3 separate regions of the Sus scrofa genome follow, and regions 1 and 2 are each linked to region 3. A link is a contact called in public Hi-C and promoter capture Hi-C data. All regions are on one chromosome and are shown on one strand. Each heading gives the region's core, a stretch centred on a gene start, on an enhancer-like site or on the middle of the called end of the contact. The rest is flanking DNA. Distances are from core to core; before and after follow the strand shown.

Region 1 (4,531 bases), core at 935-3,434, 550 kb before region 3:
TTACCTCTACCCCCACCTCCAAGCTCTTAGTCTGCTTCCATGGAACCTTCTTAGCTGCACAATAGCTGGTGTCTTTCTGTTCAATATGCTCTCGCCATCATGCACTTGGTTCCACTGTGTCTGCATCTTCTTCCACCTACAATATGCATCAATCGCCCCCCTTAATCCTCCCCAGATACACATACTCTCACACTCTATACCCATGTGTCACACTACCCCCCCACATACAAGTGCTTAACACCACTCTTAAGCCACACGACACTTAGAATGGTACCTTCCAAATGCACTGATTCTAACCCAGGTTCTTTGGGGGAACCCAACCCCGTCCACAGTACCTCCCTCTTTCCTCACTTCCTCATCCATTCCCCTTCTTTACGCCTCCAACCCCCCACCCGCCAACTAACTACAGATGACATTATTCCTCCGTATTTCCAACCCCAGAATGAAGAACAAACTCCAGCTTCCTGCGGTCTCTCGCTCCACTAGTCCTTCCTTCCCAGCCCCCTACTCACCCCAGGTGTGCAGACTTCCACCTCGTCTTCTCCCCATGCATCGCTCTAGCCAATCCCACACCACACCAGGTTTCTCCGCCACCCGCATCAGACTCCTCCACACCCACCTTCACTCGGGGTCGCGGCCGCCTCTGGGAGCGCCTCTCCCCACCCCTCGCCTGCGAGCCCGCGACCCGGGGCGCGCGCACACACACGTTCTCACGCTTTCCTAACCTCCCTCCCCGCACCGAGAGGAGCCGGCTTCGCTGGAACTCAGGCCGGCCCGTGGGGGCTAGGCACCCATGTGTGTGCCCGCTCCGCCCCCTCCCGCAGAGCCTCTCGCAGCCCCCGCCTCTCCGTCGGAGAACGAGAGGACACAGCAACTCCCCCGCCACCCCGGACATACCACCTCTGTGTCTGTTGCTCCATGCCCGAACCTTCGGTCCGCTCCCCTCTACGTACGGGCCGTCCTCGGCACTCACCGGAGATACTGCGCGCTCTGCAGGCTCATCCTCCGCCGCCCGCGTCTTCCCGCGAAGCCTCTGTGGGTCTCTCAGGCTCCTCGGAGCGGCCCCGCGGCACCGCGGGTGCTGGCGGCCGCCGCCATCTTCCTCTCCTCCGGCTCCTCCTCGCTCGGCGGGGGGGTGGGGGTGAGTGAGGCGAGGGGGAGGGAGCGGGGAAAGCTGCTCTCGCTGCTGCTCCGGCCCGTGGGGCGCAGGGACACTCCGACCCGGGAGGGGGAGGGGGAGGGAGGAGGGATGGGGGCGGGGGAAAGAGGAGGGAGAAGTAGAGGAAGGAAGTGTGGGGGTCTCTCTCGCGAGATTTCAGCGGCGCCGGTCCCTCCTGGCGATTTCCGCCTTTCGGTAGCGCTCCCTCTTGGGATCTGTTAGCTCGGCTGCACCTGCGCGGCTGCTGAGTAGCCCGCTGGAGACGCTCGGCGGCTTCCGGCCAATCCACCCCTCTCCTCCCGCGCGAGGGGGCAACCCCACCCTCACCGGGAACATTGAGCCCAAATCAACTGGGAGTTACACTGAAAGTCTTCCCCCGTCTTTCCACTCCACCCAATTTCTAGCTTCCTTTTTCCACCCCTCCACTCTTCCGTACCGGAAACGCCTCCCCTTCCTCGTACAGTTCCGGCCGCCAGTCCCTCGTTTCTGATCTGCCCTCGAGCCCTAGAGTGACGCTAAAGGACCCCCCTCCTTTTTTTCTGCGGCCCCTCCCCCTTCACGCTGGGAGACTGTTGGAGGGGATAGGGTGGAGCCCCAGGGAAGAAAAGAAACCAATCGGATTGGATAAGCAGCTGCCAAGGCAACTGAAGGCTGCAGTTGTATTGTCATAGTAACCAATTTGTGCGCACCGAGTGACCCTCCCTTGGCGAGTGGATTCCCGGAGAAGTGCCCAGGGTTCCCCCTTGGCTTCCCTTCCATCCAAAGGCTTCCCCTCAGGTTGGGAATACGGGTAGTTCTCTTGGGGAGTGAAGTTCATTTCCTCCTCCCTTTCCCTTTCCCGCAGCGATGGGGGAGACCCCGAGGCATTCACCATGGGCTTTTCCACCCGCCTACGGGCGGAAACCACCTCCATAGTTTTCCTCTCCGTGCGAGGTGTGCGGAGGGCCGGGCCTGCGAGGACGATGCGGAGCCTGCAGGCTGGTGGGCGGCGGGCTGGAGCTGGTAGGGCGGAACGGTGGCGCTTGGCAGCTAGGCGGGCGAGGGGTTTCCCCACAACTGCCTCGGGCTCTGGGAGGCGGGATCCCGCCTGGACGGGGTCCCTGAGGGAGGAGAACGGCACACGACTGCCGAGATCCCTCTTCTGCCGACAGAGACGTCCGACTTTCCCCGGCGGGTCGACCCCTTACAGAAATCCCCCAAACCCCACCCCACACACAGCCTCGGTGACCGAATCTTCTCAGAGTTCCCCTCGTGGCCTTCCCGAGCCACCTCCTGCCGCAAGGAGGCCAGAGTGAAAGTGGAAACACATCCTGGAAGGCTAACAAGTGGTCTTTAGAGCTGGGGATGTGGTGAGACGCTGATGACAGCCCTCTCTCTCAGAGGATGATTCCCCAGTGGGGGTCCCCCTTAATGATCAAAAGCCGACCTCCAAGTTCCTTTCTCCTCTACAAACTTCCGGTTCTCTCAGGGTATTTTAGGATTTTGTCATTTTGTATCTTTTGGGTTGGAGAGGAGGCGTTGGGTAAAATAGTATCAAGAAAAACTTAGATACTGGTGCAAAGTTCCAATGACAGGCTTCTAGGAAAAGGATTTTCATTCTTTGAACAAATGGTTTTGAATGATTATTATGTGTGTTTTGTCTCCAAAAGGCAGACTAAAGAATGGGATCAATGATAATAGAGTGTCCAAGATGTAGCTGGAGAAGTGGTCATCTAATGGTTTGAAAGGATTATTTGACATTTTTTCGATTTGTATTGTGGAGTCATTTAAATAGCTATCCCAAAGTACTTTAGGCTATGTAATCATATAAACCTCTCCAGGAATACAGCTCTCATTGAATAGTTGAAATCGGAATTTTTAAAGGGCCATTTTGGTTTCGGTTTGGTTGAGGTACCTGATTTCTGCTGTCTTTTGTGCTAGGTGAGAAGGCGCTTTCCTGATCCTTCCCTGAAACTGCACCTGTTAAAAGGCCCGACCGATGTCTGTCTATGTGTAAATTTGGAGGAAATGAAAATACCAGATACTTTGAAATAAATCCCAAGGACATTATAATTAATGAAATAGAAACTGAACTCTGCCCGGAGTGCTTCAAGCACCTTCTGTGATGCAGTGTGACACGCATTGATTGCAGCTGTACAATGCCTCCTTATCCCTGCCACCCACTCAGAGGAAAGAGAGCCACCTAGTGAAAGGTTGTTCTCATCTCTGGTTAGGGTCCAGCTTTTCCTTTAAACCTGTGAGCCCAAGGATGGAGATTAATGCTATCTAAAACTACCTAAAATACCCTGCATTTCCTTCCTGAAATTTATTGGTTAGATTTTTTTTTTCTTTTTTTTAGGGTCTCACCTGTGGCACATGGAAGTTCCCAGGCTAGGGGTTGAATCAGAGCTGCAGCTGCCGGCCTACACCACAGCAATGAGGGATCCAGGCTGCATCTGTGACCTACACCACGTCTCACAGCAACGCTGGATCCTTAACCCACTTGAGTGAGGCCAGGGATCAAACCCAAGTCCTCATGGATACTAGTCGGGTTCATTAATGCTGAGCCACAACAGAAACTTCTGTACTGGTTATATTTTTAAAAAGATCTTAGCCAGAATAAAAATTTTATGTTATGTAAAATAATCACCCCCTTGGCAGTCATAACATCCTTTATATCAGGCTTTTATCTCCTGTCAACAGTATATGAGCACAAATCATGAGATTACTGACAAGCAATATAGGAAAATATTACTGTCTTTTCATTTTGGAAATAAAGAAACTGGGATCAGAAAAATGAATCCTTTTATTGTTTAGTGTTATTCAATAGACATTTACTGAGCACTCATTGTGTTTCAGTCACTGTCCAGGTTACTACACATACCACCATGGAGGAGACATGGTCCCTGTCTTGGAGGAATGCACCTTTTGGCAGAGATGCCAGAGAATAAAGAATTGATTAGGATCCAGTATGAAGGGTGTGGCAATTAAGGTAAGAATAGAGTGCTTTAGGTATGCAGATGAAGGTGAAACATAGAAATAAATCTCTGTATTATATAGCAGTTTTCCTAAGAATCTTATAAGATTCTTCAATACCTTTAGTGTCCCTGCAAACTAGATAGAATAGTAACATCTGCATTTTATAGATTATAAAACAGTGATGCCCATCTTGAAAATAACTTTTAAAAATCAATAGGACACAGAAAAATTATGACCCAAATTTGCATACTGCTTAATTCATATTTTACAATCTCAGGTCTTTCTACTGGCCCCCATCAATAGATTTGTAGAATGTAAGCATCTGTCTACAGTATTGTTCATTTTTTTCCCCTGCAGATATAGATTACACCTCCACCAAAAGAAATTATATATGAGAAGCTGTTTCATTTCGTT
Region 2 (4,292 bases), core at 1,756-4,255, 710 kb before region 3:
TTTATTTTATAACACTTTTGACATATTAAATGAACACTGAATTCACTTCCATTTCAAATAATAAAAACAATAGTGCACAGGATTCAACGCCTTGGTTTGTTAAGTATTTATCAAGAAGTTTGGAGAAAAGAAGCATATGGTAGGTAAAGTACTTGGTTTAAAATATCTGAAAAGAGAGACCTATTACAGGATAGTTTTATTAAAACTGTTTCTAACTAAAACCTTCATTCTTTACATCATCCCAGAAAATGAAAAAGAGGTACATACTACTACTGAGAAAATTCAGATTCAGTGCTACCTTAGTGTTAAACCAAACAAGGTTATTTGCACAATAAATTTAAAGTCTTAAAACCATATGGATCCTTCTTTTCAGGGATAAACACTCATTTGAAAAATTAAAAGAGGAGAAATACTATTCCTTAAAATGAATTAAGTGCTATGCTCAACATTAAAAATTTGGAATTTACAAGAAAGCAGAGACTATATTTTCTAATTAAAAGATTATGAAGGACTGGTTTCTACACATACACACACATACACACACACATTTCCCTAAAGCTTCATATTTAACTATTAGCTAATGAAGGTAGAGAGATAATTAATGCAGCCATTAAAAAACCCTCAATCTCTAAATATGATTCCAAAATTAACTTGTCAGATTATCAATTCATTGGACAGAAAGGTGTGACTACCTATCATGCACTAGATACTTATCATTTTGAGATTAAAAAAAAATACTGCATTGGAAAAGGATGTTTTTAACATGATTGTATCTTAAATGCAATATGCCTAATGTGGCTGAGAATTAATTATATTTAACATATTCAACATATAGAGTAAAATTCTGAACAATCAAAGCAATTATACTTTGAACAATTAGATTTTCCCTAAGTCGATTTCTACTCTAGTGTTCTTTCTTTCTTCTAAAAAAAGAGAGAGAGAGAGAGAATAAAGAGATTTCCTGAATAAGCCCTAATACAAAAGAGTAGAAATGTAAGAGAAGGGATATATTAGCTCTTTAATCCTTGTTTCCATTTGCTCTCAAATGTGCTTCTAATGTTCAATTACCTCTACAAAGAAAATCTTGATTTAGAAGAACAAAAAGCATAATCATCTTTAGCATTTAAACAAGTACACTGTTTAGCTCTTACTCAAGTTAGCAGAAGATTGAAATTGAGGAAAAAATTATTAAAACAAATCTTTATTCTAAGTTATATAATGCCATTTGCCATAGTAATGATCTGATACCTTGATGTAAGACTTTTTAAAATAAATATTACCGATAAGTAGAAAATTTTCCTTTGCTGTCTTAAGACATCCCTCAGGTGAGTTTTTAATAGTGTGTTTGTTCATAACTTGAGAGTTAATTTAAATAAATGTCACTTCTTTCACTTAAATGATAATTTTATAGAAGAATATTTTAATTGGGAAAAGAAAAATGCCATATTGCTTCTTCCTCATGAGAAAAAAGGATATACTCCATTCCTGAGTAGCTAGCTCTCTATCTATGCCTACATATATATACATATTGATATAGATACAGATATATACACACATATGTATGCATAGATATCCAACAAAGGTTTGACTTTGAGATCTCTTTCCCTTCTTTCTGATTCATTATTCTCAGTGTAACCCTCAAACTGTACAGCCTTTCACATTTTCTTCATTCATCAATGAATAACTGAGTACCTGAATATATTGAGTACTTTCTGCATGCTTAGATTTATGTCAGGTGTAAAGGAAGATACAAAAGAAATATGACAGTCTCTGCCTTCTAGAATCTTTCCATCTCTCTCAGGGGCAACATAAAACAATTATTTTTAAGTAATTTATAAGACGATTGACCAAATCCATGGTACAGCTAACATGCATCTTATATTTATGCAGAATTTTAGAGGTTCAAAAAAATTCTTGCATCTAATCATCAGAACAATCTTATTAAGTACACATTACTAGCCCCACTTTAGCAATGAGGAACCTGAGATTCAGAATTTTAAGTGGTATGCATCAATCAATAGATTATGAGTGCAAGGAAGAGTCAGGACTCAAGCCAGGGTTCTCTGATTCTAAGCCCAGTACTCTTTTCAATTACAGCACAGGAAACGAACTATTGAGGTTTAACAGGGCAACAGCCAGCCCTCTGCTAGAGGTGGAATTAAACTAGACCTGACAAATGTCCAAAATAATTTTATTCTGCAAATACTTCTACTTCAGTGCTATACACATAGCCCAACAACCATTCCCTCAGTTTTAGTGCTTTTACCTGCTCAATAAGAGCTTTGCTCTCAGAAATGGGGATGTCAAATATAATAAAAAGCTGGCCTAGCGGGATCATATAAATCTTAAACGGCAAAGATAAATTTTAAAGGCTTGGTTTCCACTAATCCTTACACATTTTGTTTTCCCTCGGCGTCAAAAGAGTGTAACTCGCCCCTACTCTTTTCTAACATTCTTGCTCCAAACAACCAGTTATTTTAAGATGTCAATGACTGACCCTACCCCAAATTCCACAGGTTTATCCCAGTCTTGTCACGAGACCCCAGCCCCTGCCCAGACACCTCCCCCTCCTTCCCAAAGGTTATGATACCTAGTTCGGATTCTGCAGGTGCAGTCGAGATGCTGTTACACAGCACTGACAGATAAGATATGACCTTTCGACTCTGTCCTTGGGGACTCCCCGCTGGCCGCACAGCGTAGTTCCAATCGCGAAAAAGAGGCTCCCGGCTCTGGAACGAAGCCACAGTCGGCGTACGGTCTGAAGCGACGTCTCTGACAACTAGAACGATGCTGGGCGACTGGGCGTGCATCACTCCGCCTCATACTCCTGTCAACTGCAGGGGACTTGGTCCGGCAACCAGTCCATCCCACCTCACAGGCAAGTCCGTGCCAGCCGGACCTTACGCAGGACACCGATGGCAGGTCGTTGGCGGCGGCAGTGGCAGCACAAGCCAAGGCCACCCGCCCTCCGAGCCCATCGCCGCCAACCTAAGACCCCCTAGGCTGGACCGCAGAGAAGCGTTTCTATGGAAACCCCCCAGGGATCACGTGACGCACGTGGACGCCCAATCGCCTCTTACCTCTGCCCGCGGCGCCGCTTTCTGCCCTCCCCTGCCCCGCCCCCTCCCGCCCCCGCCTCCTTCACCCAGCCCCGCCCCTTTCCTGCAGCGAGTCCGCACCTGCGCACTGCGTCCAGCGCGCTCCCTCCCTCCTGCGCTCCCGGGCTGGGAGGGGGCCGTGGGGGTGGTGGAGGAGGGTTGGAGGAGAGCGCGTTCCTGAGAAGGAAGAGGCGCCGCCAGCGCGCAGGCCCAGAACCACCCGGGCCGGGGCTGCCGGCCGACGCCTCTGAGCGGAAGAGGGAAGTGAAGGCGGCAGTCTGCGGGTGCCAGCCGGGTTGGGCTTGCTAAGGTAGAGGCAGCACCGAGGGGAGGCCTTGGCCGCCGGTCCGGATCGAGGATGTCGAAGAACACGGTGTCGTCGGCCCGGTTCCGGAAGGTAGACGTGGATGAGTACGACGAGAACAAGTTCGTGGACGAGGAAGACGGGGGCGACGGGCAGGCCGGGCCCGACGAGGGCGAGGTGGACTCCTGCCTGCGGCAATATCCTTCTGTTCGCCGCCCCCCCACCCCACCTGGCCCTTCTTCCGGGACCCGCTGCGGGCAGGGGGTGAGGGGGGCGGGCCCCGGCCGGGAGCCGGGCGCGGAGCTGCTCCCAGTGCCCACGGCTCCACCCGGTCTCTTTGGGGGTCACGGGTTCTCAGAGGGCAGGGGACTCTCCCATTCCTACCGACTCGCCCCGAGACCCCAGGGTCCAGCCCTCGGGAACCTGCCCTTCCGGCGCGCCGTCCACTCCCCGGATTCCTCAGGTTGCGCCAGGAGTTCTCGCCTCCGGGAATTCCGCGGGGCCGGCCGCGCCCTCGCGGCGGTGCAGCTGGTCAGTCGGACTGCTGCGCGGCGCTTAAGTTGTCCTCCCAGAACGGTATTTACCCGGGTCTCATTAGCTCCCGAGTCTGATTGAGAGAACAGGCGTCTTTCTTCAGTGATTTTGTTTTCATCGTGGTAGTGGTTTTGTTTTGGCAGCATTAGGATAGATTCTTTCCTGCCAGCAGAGATGGGGCGGTTTGCAGGGTTGAGGCCCCCTCCGTCCTTCCAGTCCGGGGGCTCTTTTTTAGGAGACAGGGATTTGGCAAAATATAGATTGCACAGAATTTTTTACCTGGGGAAAAGGGAGTGAGTGCAAAACCACCGCAGCTCCCCAGAAAGAATCTGGGAGCTTTTTACCTGTTAAGCAAA
Region 3 (4,134 bases), core at 734-3,233:
CTCTACATCAGTTTATAGCAAAAGATACGGATCCTGAGTCTAAATTACACGCAGAGGGATCTGAGACCAAATTCAGAACTGGAGAAAATATGCTAAGAATTGTTTGCTGTGATGTGGGAAGAAACCCCATTAAGCCTCTGTCTTCCGTTAATGTTTAGTGCATTTTGTTAGCACCTACATCTAGTTTCATCAAACTGAACCCTAGTACAAAAAGGCTCTTCTGTAGTCACAGGTTAACCCTGGGGATAACCGATTCATGAAAAGTTGTGGAAAACTGAAGATGTCTACCTACAAATTCCAACCATGAATAATTAATTTTAAAAACAAGCCCTCAGGGTGAATGGAAAACATGAAATAAGGACTATACTATCAAATTCCTTCCTCCCTAGTCTTATCTAACGCCATCATATTAAATATTAACTATAGACTAATGCTATCCAAATATACATTGAAAGTTTAGTCTTTTCTCTTTAAAAGCTCCAAAATCAAGTTCATCCATCTGCAGCACTTATGTATCCACCTGAATGCTAACATGGCATCACAGTTAAAACACAATTTTAAATTTCCTCCCTAAACCTGTTCCTCTTCCCTCTAATCCCAGTGTTCCCACCTCCTTAGGCGGCACAACCATCCACCAAATTACTCCTATCACCCATTTGGGACTTATCCAGTCCCTCAACATCCTCCATAACCATCCGTTGCAGTCTTTATTATGTACCAATCAGTATCCGTTAAGGAGCATTGCAGCAACTACTTCACTTAACCCATACACGACACTGTATAGCTAAGCATTATTACAGGTAAGTAAACTGAGAGAAAGAATAATTTGCCTCAACAGACAGAGCTTCTAATTGGGGGACCCAAAATTCCAACCCAGGTAGTCCTGATCTACTCTTGACCTAAGGCTCACTTTCGCCTCCAAACATGATTCCAATCTGTTCGCTTCCCTCCCCTCTCCCACTACTGCAACAGCTGGAGTTCAGCAACAAGGTCCTAAATAATTCCCATTTCCTTTGTAACCACGCTAAAATCCAATCTTCTTTTAAATTCTTCTCACCACATTCCAGTCACGTGGCCTTCTTTCAGTTTCTTTCTAATCCCTGCCAGTAAACACTAACTAATCCCCCTCCGCCTGGGGAGTTCTGCTTTTCTTCCACATCTTAGTAGTCGATAATCTCCACCCTTTGGGCGAGACGTCGGCTCAAATGTCTGCCTCCTCCGAAAAGCCTTCCCTCGCGCCACCCTTCCGGAAATGGCGCCCTTCCTTTACACTAAATCCTCCAAGAGCTTTTTTACCGAAACCAGCACTTGTTTCCACACGGCTCCCCACCCCCACCACGACCCCAACCTCTGAGAGAAAAGAGCAAGGACTGTGCCTAGCCTGTTTTCTGCTCTATCCGCAGAGGCCGCAGGGTACCACCCGCTATTTTCGGCACGCAGGCCTGCGTGGACGAACGAAGGGCCCTAAGCGTGGGCGGCGGTTTGGCGGGCTTAGCTCCCCCCACCCCGGGCCGATTCAGTCCCTTTCACTCTACGGCGACAGCGCCACCGCCAAGCGCAGGCTGGAAGAGGAAGTGGGGTTTGGCCGCTCCGGAGACGAAACTAGGCCTGCCTCCGCGAATAACTGGGGGCCAAATGGCGGCCTCAGGCAGCGCAAGCGCGGAGCGGCGTCGCAAGCAGCACGCAACCCGCAATCCGGGAACCCAGCGAGGCGGCTCTCCCCTCCCCCACCCGCCACCGCCGCCAGCTCCAGGCAACAAAGACCCGCTGCAGAACCCCGGGGCCTACGCCGTCCCAACCGGTAACAAAGACGTCTTCCCCTTACCGGAGTCCGATTCTTTGTGCCCGAGAGCACAGCTCTCTCAGGAACGTCCCTGGCTCGGGCCTTAGCGACGGAGACCAGACGAGCGCACCACCACTCGCACCGAGGCGGCGGCGAAATGGCTCCGACCGCTACGCTGTGGAGGCGGAGTCAGTGTGCTACGCATGCGCAGAAGGGGAGCGTGGGGCCAAGGGCGCCCGGAAGAGGGGCGGAGCTGCCGCAACCACGCGACGGGCAGCGTCCAGTCGCCTGGGAGATCCGCCGCGCCCTAGAGCGGCGCCGGGGCGGAGCTTCCTCCTTTGGCGCGAGGCCTCCTCAGGAGGGGCCTGCCGCATGTTTTTGGAGAATGTTTTGCACCTTCTGTCATAGGGACCTGTGGTAGATGAGGTGCCCCACAAAGACACAACTGGAAATCCTAGGTGGTAGCTTTATAGGGTTGTTGGTGATTAAATGAGATGGCTTAAAAAATAGAATAAAATAAATGAGATGGCTTGCGAAGGCGGCTTAGGGCAGTACCCAGCACACAATAGTTGTTCAGTAGGTATTGTAGTGATTCGGCTCCTCGAAGGTTAACATCCCCTAAATAGAAGTAAGCTCGGTGAAGGCGGGAACCCTGCCTGGCCAGCTCAGGCCGCTAAATGAAGTACTTGGCACATCAAGTGCTCAGTAATAACTAGTTTAATAAATAGAAACTGTAAAGTTCTTTTTGCTCAAATTGGATAACCTTTTGTATTCATAGTCTTCGGAGTAATTTATATCCTTAACTATTATAGTAGTCACTGCTAAATTTTTGAACTCCAGTGCTTCTCACGGAGGCAACAATACAAAATATTTCAAGCTGGGGTTGTTCCAGAGAAGCCAGACCAGTAAAGTATCAGGCCCCATCGTACCTAACATCCTTATTTTTCACCTCTTCCCTTTTTTTCCCCTAACTCTTCTAGCTCACTGTGATTAATCCCTTTAAAACTCTGTTTCTTCTACAACCAGAGTAACACAGATTAAAACATTTAAGTTAAACAGAGGAACGTATTTACTCATTAACTTATTTTCTCCATGTTTGCTCTCTTCAACTAGGAATAAAATCATCAGGGAAATACCTTAATCCTTTGTTTCCTTATCTCTCTCAGGATGCTTAAATCAGGAAGTTTTCATGATAAGGGAAACCCAACTAACATAAATGGATTGCAAATGTTTTGTAGTAGATAATGTACACACCAAAAACATCAACAAATTAAGTATAAAGAATATTTTCTGAGGTCGATCTTTGGCTCCCAAAGATTACAGAGAATTTTATTACTGAGTTGTTTATTAATTTAGGCCTTGCATCTGGGACCTTGAGTTGCCAGGGGATTGGATGCCAGCAATGGCATTTACCTTTGTAGGTTGTCCTTGGCAACTAGTACCTTCTAAGATCTCCCTTAACATTTGCAGATGAAGCATCAAAACATTCTCCATGAGTTCCCTGGTGGTTCAGCAGGTTAAGGATCCAGCACTGCTGCTGTGGTGTGGGTTAATCCCTGGCCTCGGAACTTCCACATGCCAGGGGCACAGCCAAAAAACAAACAAACAAAAAATAAGTTGGGAAGTTCCTGCTGTGGCTCAGCAGTACAACCATTCTGAAAAGAAGTAAGGTACTATTTAGTCAAATAGGGTGGATAAAATCAAACAAGTCTGTTTCTTGATGTATCTGTATATACACACATACATACATATGTATGTATTTTTTAAACAAAAAATATTGCCCACCATTCCAGTTCTACAAAGTCATTAGCCACTGCAGTCACCCATGGCCCACTGACAAAGTGTCCCGAGGGGGAATTCAGGATGGAAAAACAGCAAGTACTCTATTCTGTACTTTGGATATGCAGGCCTCTAGGTAGTTAAGATGTCTATCTAAGGAAGAATCTCAGTGACCCCAGATTCTTGCATCTTCCCATATAGAGAAAAGTATTAAAATCCTTAACTTGAGCAGTCTATTCTTTGAGATAATCAGTGATTTTTTTTTTTTCACAGCCCCACCTGTGGCAAATGGAAGTTCCCAGGCTAGGGAGTGAATCCGAGCTGCAGCTGCAGGCCTATGCCACAGACAGGGCAACAGTGGATCCTTAACCCATCTAGTCAGGCCAGGGAATAAACCCACATTCTCACAGACACCATATCAGGTTCTTAACTCACTGAACCAGAGTGGGAACTCTATTAGCAATAATTTTTTGATGTCCGACTGCAGGTATTTACCTAGCCCCCAAAAAATCATAAATATACTGGCTCCTTCCCTACATCTTTGGAGCAGTTTCTCAGAGCTGAGAGGCTGT

The links. Promoter capture Hi-C pulls out the DNA fragments that hold promoters and counts their contacts. A called contact is a pair of places that touch in the nucleus more often than the background predicts.
Region 1: a contact with region 3 is called in a promoter capture Hi-C map of fetal skeletal muscle, with 4 times the contacts expected there. The contact joins the promoter of SMG7 here to the promoter of DHX9 in region 3. A contact is called at or near these places in 1 of 5 promoter capture datasets (fetal skeletal muscle), 1 of 47 Hi-C or Micro-C datasets (heart right ventricle) and 2 of 2 datasets of contacts at active chromatin or transcription factors (alveolar macrophages and skeletal muscle).
Region 2: a Hi-C map of liver shows a contact between it and region 3, with 6 times the contacts expected there. The contact joins the promoter of RGL1 here to the promoter of DHX9 in region 3. A contact is called at or near these places in 1 of 47 Hi-C or Micro-C datasets (liver) and 2 of 2 datasets of contacts at active chromatin or transcription factors (alveolar macrophages and skeletal muscle).

The regions. Positions count from the first base shown.
Region 1 is chr9:124,694,085-124,698,615 of Sscrofa11.1, reverse strand. It overlaps SMG7 (protein SMG7), which reads right to left and starts at 2,184. Exons shown (of 22, transcript XM_021063792.1): 1 at 974-2,184. The coding sequence starts at 1,002. It overlaps NMNAT2 (nicotinamide/nicotinic acid mononucleotide adenylyltransferase 2), which reads left to right and starts at 705. Exons shown (of 14, transcript XM_021063806.1): 1 at 705-1,141; 2 at 3,998-4,130.
Region 2 is chr9:124,847,071-124,851,362 of Sscrofa11.1, reverse strand. RGL1 (ral guanine nucleotide dissociation stimulator-like 1) reads right to left here and starts at 3,005. Exons shown (of 19, transcript XM_003357576.5): 1 at 2,591-3,005. ARPC5 (actin related protein 2/3 complex subunit 5) reads left to right here and starts at 3,457. Exons shown (of 4, transcript NM_001134357.1): 1 at 3,457-3,599. The coding sequence starts at 3,457.
Region 3 is chr9:124,139,778-124,143,911 of Sscrofa11.1, reverse strand. It overlaps DHX9 (ATP-dependent RNA helicase A), which reads right to left and starts at 1,983. Exons shown (of 28, transcript XM_021063778.1): 1 at 1,826-1,983.